Linked DNA regions of Hordeum vulgare: region 1 is linked to region 2. Evidence: chromatin contacts called from public Hi-C data. All regions are on one chromosome and are shown on one strand. Each heading gives the region's core, a stretch centred on a gene start, on an enhancer-like site or on the middle of the called end of the contact. The rest is flanking DNA. Distances are from core to core; before and after follow the strand shown. Region 1 holds the start of LOC123439193 (probable serine/threonine-protein kinase WNK2). Region 2 has its middle 37 kb from the start of LOC123404261.

Evidence for each region. Hi-C and Micro-C count contacts between places; a contact is called where the count stands out from the background.
Region 1: a Hi-C map of leaf shows a contact between it and region 2, with 2.5 times the contacts expected there. The contact joins the promoter of LOC123439193 here to the enhancer-like site in region 2. A contact is called at or near these places in 3 of 6 Hi-C or Micro-C datasets (leaf and seedling).

What each region holds. Positions count from the first base shown.
Region 1 is chr1H:8,878,413-8,882,497 of MorexV3_pseudomolecules_assembly, forward strand. LOC123439193 (probable serine/threonine-protein kinase WNK2) reads right to left here and starts at 1,658. Exons shown (of 9, transcript XM_045115969.1): 1 at 1,349-1,658; 2 at 1,184-1,221. The coding sequence starts at 1,426.
Region 2 is chr1H:8,738,500-8,742,637 of MorexV3_pseudomolecules_assembly, forward strand. No RefSeq gene overlaps it. Among protein-coding and RNA genes, the nearest start is that of LOC123404261, 37 kb to the left of the region's middle. Within about 2 kb of position 2,317, at least 2 of the 3 cell types and tissues checked have open chromatin away from gene starts, as enhancers often do. A contact at or near this core is called in leaf, where this site is marked.

The sequences.
Region 1 (4,085 bases), core at 408-2,907, 140 kb after region 2:
CATCGAAAACAGAAAGTACAGCTCGAAACTTGCACTAAAACGGCACGATTTAGTGTTGAGCATCTCAATTTGTCAAAGAGTGGCGACAGTTATGCACATACAGTCAGCAAACCTTCCACACAAGTGACAACACAGCCAAGTAATGAAAACTCGAATTCAGTCAAAATTAGGCATATATAATTGCCATATCATCATTCTCAGAAGGACATCAACGAGTGTATGCCAACCAAATGCACAGCAGGAAATGGAAACTTTGAAACAACAAATGCATCCAGAAGTTGCAGCTGGGGCGTGTCTTGTGTGCACACTGTAGGGTGCAGAGGATGGGAGATTATTCTTCCATTATAAAAAAAAATATCCAGGAATCACAGCAGGTCAATGGCAGCTAAAATCCCATTCAAACGAAGAAGAAATAGCAGACGTAAATACCAAAACTACAGCCGAAATCAACACATCACTGGGCATATGAGACCGTTGCAGATTGCAAAAGCTTGCGCGGACTTTGTGAAAATTGAATCTTAACCAAGCAGGACAAGGCAAACAACCCCAGACAGAAAAAAAAAATCAGAAATACGAAGAAAAAAAATGACAAGTAATCACAGCAGGTTAATGCAAGCTAAATTCACATTCAGGCGAAGAAGAAGAAATGGCAGGTTTCTGCAGAGGGTAGATAGCATTCACCCACCCACCGTAGATAGCAGGCAATAATACCAAACTTAAGCAGAATTCAATGCATCAGAAGGCATATGGGAAAGTCATATCATTCATAGAAGGACAGCAACTACTGTATGCCAGCCAATGCGCAGCAGGAAATGGAAACTTTCAGGTGACAAATGGAATCAGAGCTGGGTCGTGTCGACCGCAGAGGTCTTGCGATTATTCTTCCATTATATACAAAAAAAACTCGAGCAATCACAGCAGGTCAATGCCAGCTAAACTCCCATCTAAACGAGGAAGAAATCACGGGTTTTCGCACAGAGGAGATAGATATCATTGAAACCCCTGACATACTAGGCACATATAGATACCAAAAGTTGAGCAGATTATCAACGCATCACAGTGCACGCGCGACTGTTTCGAACAGCGAAAGGGCCCCGTGGACCGGGTAAAAAACCGAATCTTGGCCAACCAGGAGGAGTCAAACGGCCCCCGGGAAACGAATCGAGCGGCGCGGAAAGGATACACCGTCTTGAACGCGCCCTTGCCGAGGACCTCCGTGTACTGCATCAAATCAAAGAAACGAAACAGGGGGCGCCGTCCGCCGGATCAGCAGGTGTTGAGGACGGGGTCGCGTGGAGGGGGGTGGGGAGAGGGAATGAATGGGCGGTGGAGGAGGTCGGATCGTTACCCGTCCGTAGCGGGCGGTGGGGTCGACCTCGGCGAACTCCGGCTCGGCGTCCGTCTCCGGCGGCGGCGTGGGAGGCATGTCCCCGCCCGGCGATCCGCGGTTGAGGGAGGGGTGGGGCGGGGCGGGGCGGTGGGTGGTTGGGGTCACAGGAGTCTCGCGGCGGGAGCAGGCTTTGTGGCGCCCATGGCGGCTGAGTCACGGTCACGGCGATCTGAATGGAGAGGGGAGAGCTGGCAGAAATGGTGGTCCGTCGGAGTGATGGGGAACTCTGGCCGTGGCCGTGGGCGTGGGCGAGGCCGCAAGTGGAGATTTTTTTGTTCCTCCGTCCGAGGCTGCAAAAGCCTGCTCGCTTTTAGCCCATTTACGGGCCGTACCGAGTCCGGGAAAACCGGTTTCTTATTTTGAGACGGAGGGAGTATGATTTTACCGTTCACTCCATATTAACGTTGCCAAATCACCCATCTTTTTCAGATAGGGGGTGCCGGGAAATGTTCAAGGGGAAATCAAGGGTCTGCTCAATGTCCCTAATGAAACCTTAAATCCAGAAAAAATCTTTTATTTATGCAAAAAACAACATCATGGTAATTCTGCTGAAAACGGCGTCAGTCCGGGTTAGTTCCATTCAAATCATGCAAATTAGAGTCCAAAACAAGGGCAAAAGAGTTTAAAAAAGTACATACGACGAAGACGTATCAGTCATCATAGCTTCTGACTCCAAGCAAACGGTTGCAGATATAAAGAAGGGTGCAAAAGGGCGGAACGGCTCCATAGTCCATGAAATTTCCCTTAGCGCTACTCTTTTTCATTGTAATTTTTCTTTTGAAGGTCGTGCTGCTAATACTGAAGCACATAAACTAGCCAAGTATCCGCTTGCTTTGGGTCCGGGGCGACACATTTGGCTGGGACAACCCCATGATCCGCTTTGTATCCCACTAAATGTGGCTTTTGATGAATAAAATTGGTCTTACCCCTCAAAAAAATTATAATAATTCCCCTCAAATTACTTTGTAAACTTTCCAGTCAGATAAAAAGATTCTTTTCTTTCTTTCTCCGGAAGAAAAGAAAGGCAATCTAGATCTCGTGTGGTGCTACCAGCCTTCCGACGGCTTTCCTGCATTGATAACCTTCCAGTCGTCGAGGGTGAGGGGGTCATGCGGACCCGTGTACCTATAGTGTTGGTTTTCGGTCGGTCACTCGACACGTCTTGGCTCCGGCTACGGTGACGGTAGCCGTGAATAAAAGTAGTCCAAACCATCCTTCAGCGTGGCGTTCTGTTTCTCTGGTCGGTGATGGGGTCTTGATGGTGGTTTGTTGAAAAGGGGATGTTGTGGTGGCAACATCCCTGTGGTGGACTTGCGTCGTCGAGCTACCCTGCTGAACGGGTTTTGCTCTGTCACTTGTGCCGAGCTCGGGAGTTAGTTCAAAAGAGGATGAGGACGGTGATCTATGTCCGGCGACAGCTGGAAGACGATGGATCATGTATTGGGTTCATGGTTGGTGGCTGGCGGATCTGGTTTCCTCTTCGATGTCATCACGCAAGGATGCCACATTTAGAGCTCAATGGCATGTCCGGGGGTGTTGCCTGATTAAATTCTTTCTGGAACAATGGATTTTCCTTTTGTGAGCTACCCTGGAGATACGAAAAGTTTGTGGTTAGTGATGGAACCACGTGGACTTCGGGTGAAAATGTGATATGTGTCATTTTCATTCAACGCTTGTTGTGGTGACAGCGGGGGCAGGTGACAGACGTTGGTTTCAAGCTGAGTTGATTCTTCGGTCTCAATTGTAATTTTACTTCTTGGTTGTGGGTCCTTTGTGCAAAAGCTAAGATTCTGTTATCATAATAGTTCTATCAGGTTGGTGACGGACTCTAAATAGAAGCTTCATTGCCTCCCCTTTGGCTCTTGGGCTGGGAGGAAGAAGAGAGTTCGTCGTTTCCCCAAAAATATTGATGGACCGGTGATGAAGACTAACAAACAACCTCCATAGCATGCGCCAAAGTCTCTCCACGGCCACCATATCAATGATGAGCTCCAACCCAACCTACAATTTTTATCTCTGTGCGGGTCCCATGCCATTTGCCCACCTCCACGGCGGTTCCAAGAAGCAAGGTCGAGCGAACGACCTCCTTCGAAGAAGAATATCAAGGACTATGTGTTGGGGAACGTCGCATGGGAAACAAAAAATTTCCTACGCGCACGAAGACCTATCATGGTGATGTCCATCTACGAGAGGGGATGAGTGATCTACGTACCCTCGTAGACCGTACAGCAGAAGCGTTAGAGAACGCGGTTGATGTAGTGGAACGTCCTCACGTCCCTCGATCCGCCCCGCGAACAATCCTGCGATCAGTCCCACGATCTAGTACCGAACGGACGGCACCTCCGCGTTCAGCACACGTACAACTCGACGATGATCTCGGCCTTCTTAATCCAGCAAGAGAGACGGAGAGGTAGGAGAGTTCTCCGGCAGCATGACGGCGCTCCGGAGGTTGGTGATGACCTTGTCTCAGCAGGGCTCCGCCCGAGCTCCGCAGAAACGCGATCTAGAGGAAAAACCGTGGAGGTATGTGGTCGGGCTGCCGTGGAAAAGTCGTCTCAAATCAGCCCTAAAACCTCCGTATATATAGGTGGGAGGGAGGGGGCCTTGCCTTGGGGCTCAAGGGGGTCGGCCGAGTCCAAGGGGGAGGACTCTCCCCCCCCCCCCCCAAACCGAGTTGGACTAGGTTTGGTGGGAG
Region 2 (4,138 bases), core at 1,067-3,566:
GCGTCGGTGTGCACGGCACGACGGCTGGCCGTCACTCCGTCGCGGCGGGGGCGAGAGAGCCAGAGAGGACTCATGTTCGTGCGTGCGTGCAGCAACTTCCGGCAAACGTACAGATGGATCTTGGCGTCAGCGTCGGCGATGGTGACGGTGTAGAGTGGAAGAGGATTCTAGCCCGGGCAGCTTCATGTCGCCTGTATTGGCCCGGCCCACAAAATCTAGACTCCAAAAACAACACACATACAGTTCTGATATAACCTATTATTTCAGTTGAACCAAAACCATACGGAAATTTTTAACCCAAATAAAACTGATGCTCATGTGTTCTTGAAAAAATTATTCTGACAACTTCAAAAAATTCTGTCGATACAATTAAATTATAACCATGTACCATGCCGCATAAAAAGATATTCACATGCAGAAAGAAAATGTTTAAACAACGCAATAAAGATGTTCCTTCGGCAGCAAAACATATTGCAAGGAAAATTAATGTTCATGAACGTAAGAATTAATGTCCACGCATTTAAAAACTATTTTATGGTATATTACAACCAGTTCATTTGTAATTGGAAAATATTCATCATACCTAATAAGTTAATTGTGTATTAAAAATACCATATATTTAAAATGTTGAAGAATTCACATTTTTTCAAGAAACTTTTAATGCAATAAAAAAGTGTTCACGTATTCTCAAAACTTTCCATCAAACTAGTGCTCACATATTCTCCATAAAACTGAAATTGTGCGAGCATTATAAAAAATACTAAACAATTAACAAACAATACAAACAAATGGAAAAAAACTAAAACTAGAAAGAAACATAAACCTAAAAGAATTAATACAAAATTAAAGAGAAATAAAAAAGATGGAAGACGAAGTGAAATATGAGAGAAGAAAGTACATGCTAAAATAAATGAGAAAAAAACATGAGAACATGTGATCGAACCTACCATGAGATGGTTTATGCTAACTTAACTAACAAATCAAGTAGTGCCATAAAAAACACTCAAGTAGTGCCATAACAAACAGTGTGTAGTCTAGTTCGTTTTACATGTCGTAGTGGGCGAGAAATAGTTTGTCTTTTTTGTTTTTTAGAAAGCATGGTACAAACGTAGATGTCCACAGACACGTATATATACTCACATCTCTGGATGCATGTATACATACCCTACCTCTGTGAGTACCTCTGAAAGACCATCCATTCTTTACTTGTAGGGAAAATATTGTCAAAACGTAAGATTTTTGTAACCCTCGTGTGGCATGGATCGGCCCATTTTGGATGTTTTTTTTCGCCTTCCGACTTCAACTTTTACTCATTATGTTCCATATTTTCAAATACTTTTTCAACCGGTTTTTTTATTTCAAAAAAAATTATTTATTGTGTGTTCACTTTATGGTATTTATTTTCATTTGTTTTCCTAAAAATATTGAATATTTAAAAACATTATGAATAATTTTCAAAGAGTGAAAAAATTGAAATTTATAATTATTTTTACAAATGTATGATTTTTAAATAATGGAAAAATTTTGAATCGTTGAATATATTTTTAATTCATGAGAATCTTATCTATTGAAAAAATAGTAGCTGTTTTTTTAACCATGTATTTGAATTGTTAACTTCTTTGCTATGTGGATGCTACTTAGGAATCCACAACAAAATCTTGCGGCATTAACGAGTTGTCCATAAAGCAGTAAGAATATATTATACCGGTGCTCTCTCTATCTATCTAACTCTCATCATTCTCTCTCATATTTTGTTAAAAATCTCTCTCGTATAAGGTTGTAGGTAGACAAGTTAAGCATGAATATATTAATGGTGTATGATAACCAACAGCAATATACATGGAGGTTTAGTACGTGTTGGTTGTTTTTTATCATGGCATTTTTATAGTGAGGATGGATTTTTTTATTATAAGATGACAGAATGTTTTTTATTATAAGAGGACAGCATTCTTTTATCACAACATTTTTAAGAATGAGAATGGCACTTATTATGAAAAGGATGACGTTCATTATTATAAGAGGATGTGACTTTTATTTCTATAAGAGGAATAGAGGATGAATATTTTTATTATAAGAAGATGGCATTTATTATGAATATTTCATGCATCATTCATATATGATGGCATGTTTTGCTTTTTTGTGTAATAGTTCATACTTATTATACACGAAAATACTTCAGATGTAGTAGTTTATTTTTTTCCTATGTATAATGGACTACAAGGCCTTGTAAAAGGCATGAATGGGCTGCGCTGGTTTGACCCGGGGTCGCTCCTCGCTTACAATTCAAATCAATCGCCGGGACCCTATTTAGCGCCACAGGCGCTGGTTACAAGTCAAATTTGCTAACCGGCGCCTGCAGCGCTCCGCAATGGGTCGGTCCATCCATCATGAACTTTTTTTAACCCGTGAACTCTTTGTGAAATCGGCGAACTTTTTTAAAAATCGATGAATATTATCTGTAAATATGTGAGCCTTTCCAAAAATCTATGAACATAATTTCAAATTCATGAACATTTTTCAAAATCAGTCAACTGTTTTTAAAAATTGATGAACTTTTTTCAAAATCGATGATTTGTTTTTCAAATTCTGTAATTTGTTTGAAAATCCATGAAAATATTTCAAAAGTTGGTGAACGTTTTTTCATAATAATTGAATTTGTTTTGCAAATCGGAACTTTTTGAAATTCGGTGAACTTTTTTCAAAATTTTAATGACCAACACATTTTTACATGGACAGCCCATGAAGAAAAGCGCTGCATCTACTGGTTTCCCTAACCGTCGCTGATGGCGCCGAATAACAGGCGATCTCCTACCTGTGGCATTCTGCGGGAGTCCTTTGGTTGCACAGGGCAATCGCTCGACTGGACCGACCCTTTCTATTCTGCTTATTTCTTTTCTTTTTCCTTTTCTGTTTATTTCCTTTCTTTTTTTAAACTTTGGTTCGTTTTTATTTCTTTTTTCTTTTTATCATTTTTTATGAAAATAAAATAAAGTTGAATTTCCCAATTATTTTATAAAAATATTAACATTTTTGAAACTGTGAACAATTTTTAAAAATGCGAACAAATTGTCAAGCAAAATGTTTTCGAAATATTGTTCAAAAAAATTGAAATTATTAACATTTTTTCTGAAAATTCCGAACATTGGTTGAAATTCCGAAACATTTTCGAAAAAGAAAATCATTTTCCGAATTTGAAGACCATTTTATGAAAACCCGGAACATTTTTTGAAAAAGAAACTTTAAAGTAAAAAAATACGGAACATTTTTCAAAAAGTGTGAAACAGCGACTACTTGCCGCACTGAGCGGTGTATAGATGATCCCGAATAATAGGTCCTACCTACGCCGCACAGGGTCCTACCTACTTTTGCCAGCTTCGTTTCCTTTTTTTCTGCTACTTTTTTCTTTTCTGTTTTATTTCCTTTTTATTGATATTTCTTGTTTCCATTTTCCTTTCCTTTTTCTATTTGAAGAAAAAAAAATTAGAATATGAAGAACAATTTTGAAAAATTTGGAATAAATTTGAAACCGCAAACAATTTTCAAAGCACGAACATTTTTTGAATCTTGGCAATAAAATTTTCAGCAGGAGAACGATTTTGAAAAACCCCAAACAAATTTGAAAGTATAAAATTTTCTTGAATTCTGAGAACAAATTTTGAAAAGGAGAAAATTTTTGAATAATCCTGAACAAATTTGGAAGAGCGAACAATTTTTGAAAGCACGACAATTTTTGAATCTTGAGAACAAAATTTGGAAACAGCAAAAAGTTTTTAGAAAACCCAACCAATTTTTTAAAGTACGAACATTTTTTGATTCTTGATAAGAAATTTGGAACCGAGAACAATTTTGAAAAATCCTAAACAAATTTGGAAGTGCGAACAATTTAAAAGAAAAAAGCATATTTCTAATTCGTGAACAAAATTTTAAAATTGTGATTGGTTTTTTGAAAATGATAAAAAAATAAGTTTAAAAATAAAAAATTAAGTTTCAAAACAAAAAACTGAAAAGCGGATTATTTTTCAAAATGTGAACATGTTCGAATCGGCAAACAAATTTTGAAACTGCGAACATTTTTCAAATTGTAAAAAATATTAAAACAAGAAAAAAAATTCAAATTCGTTGACAATAATATAAAAGT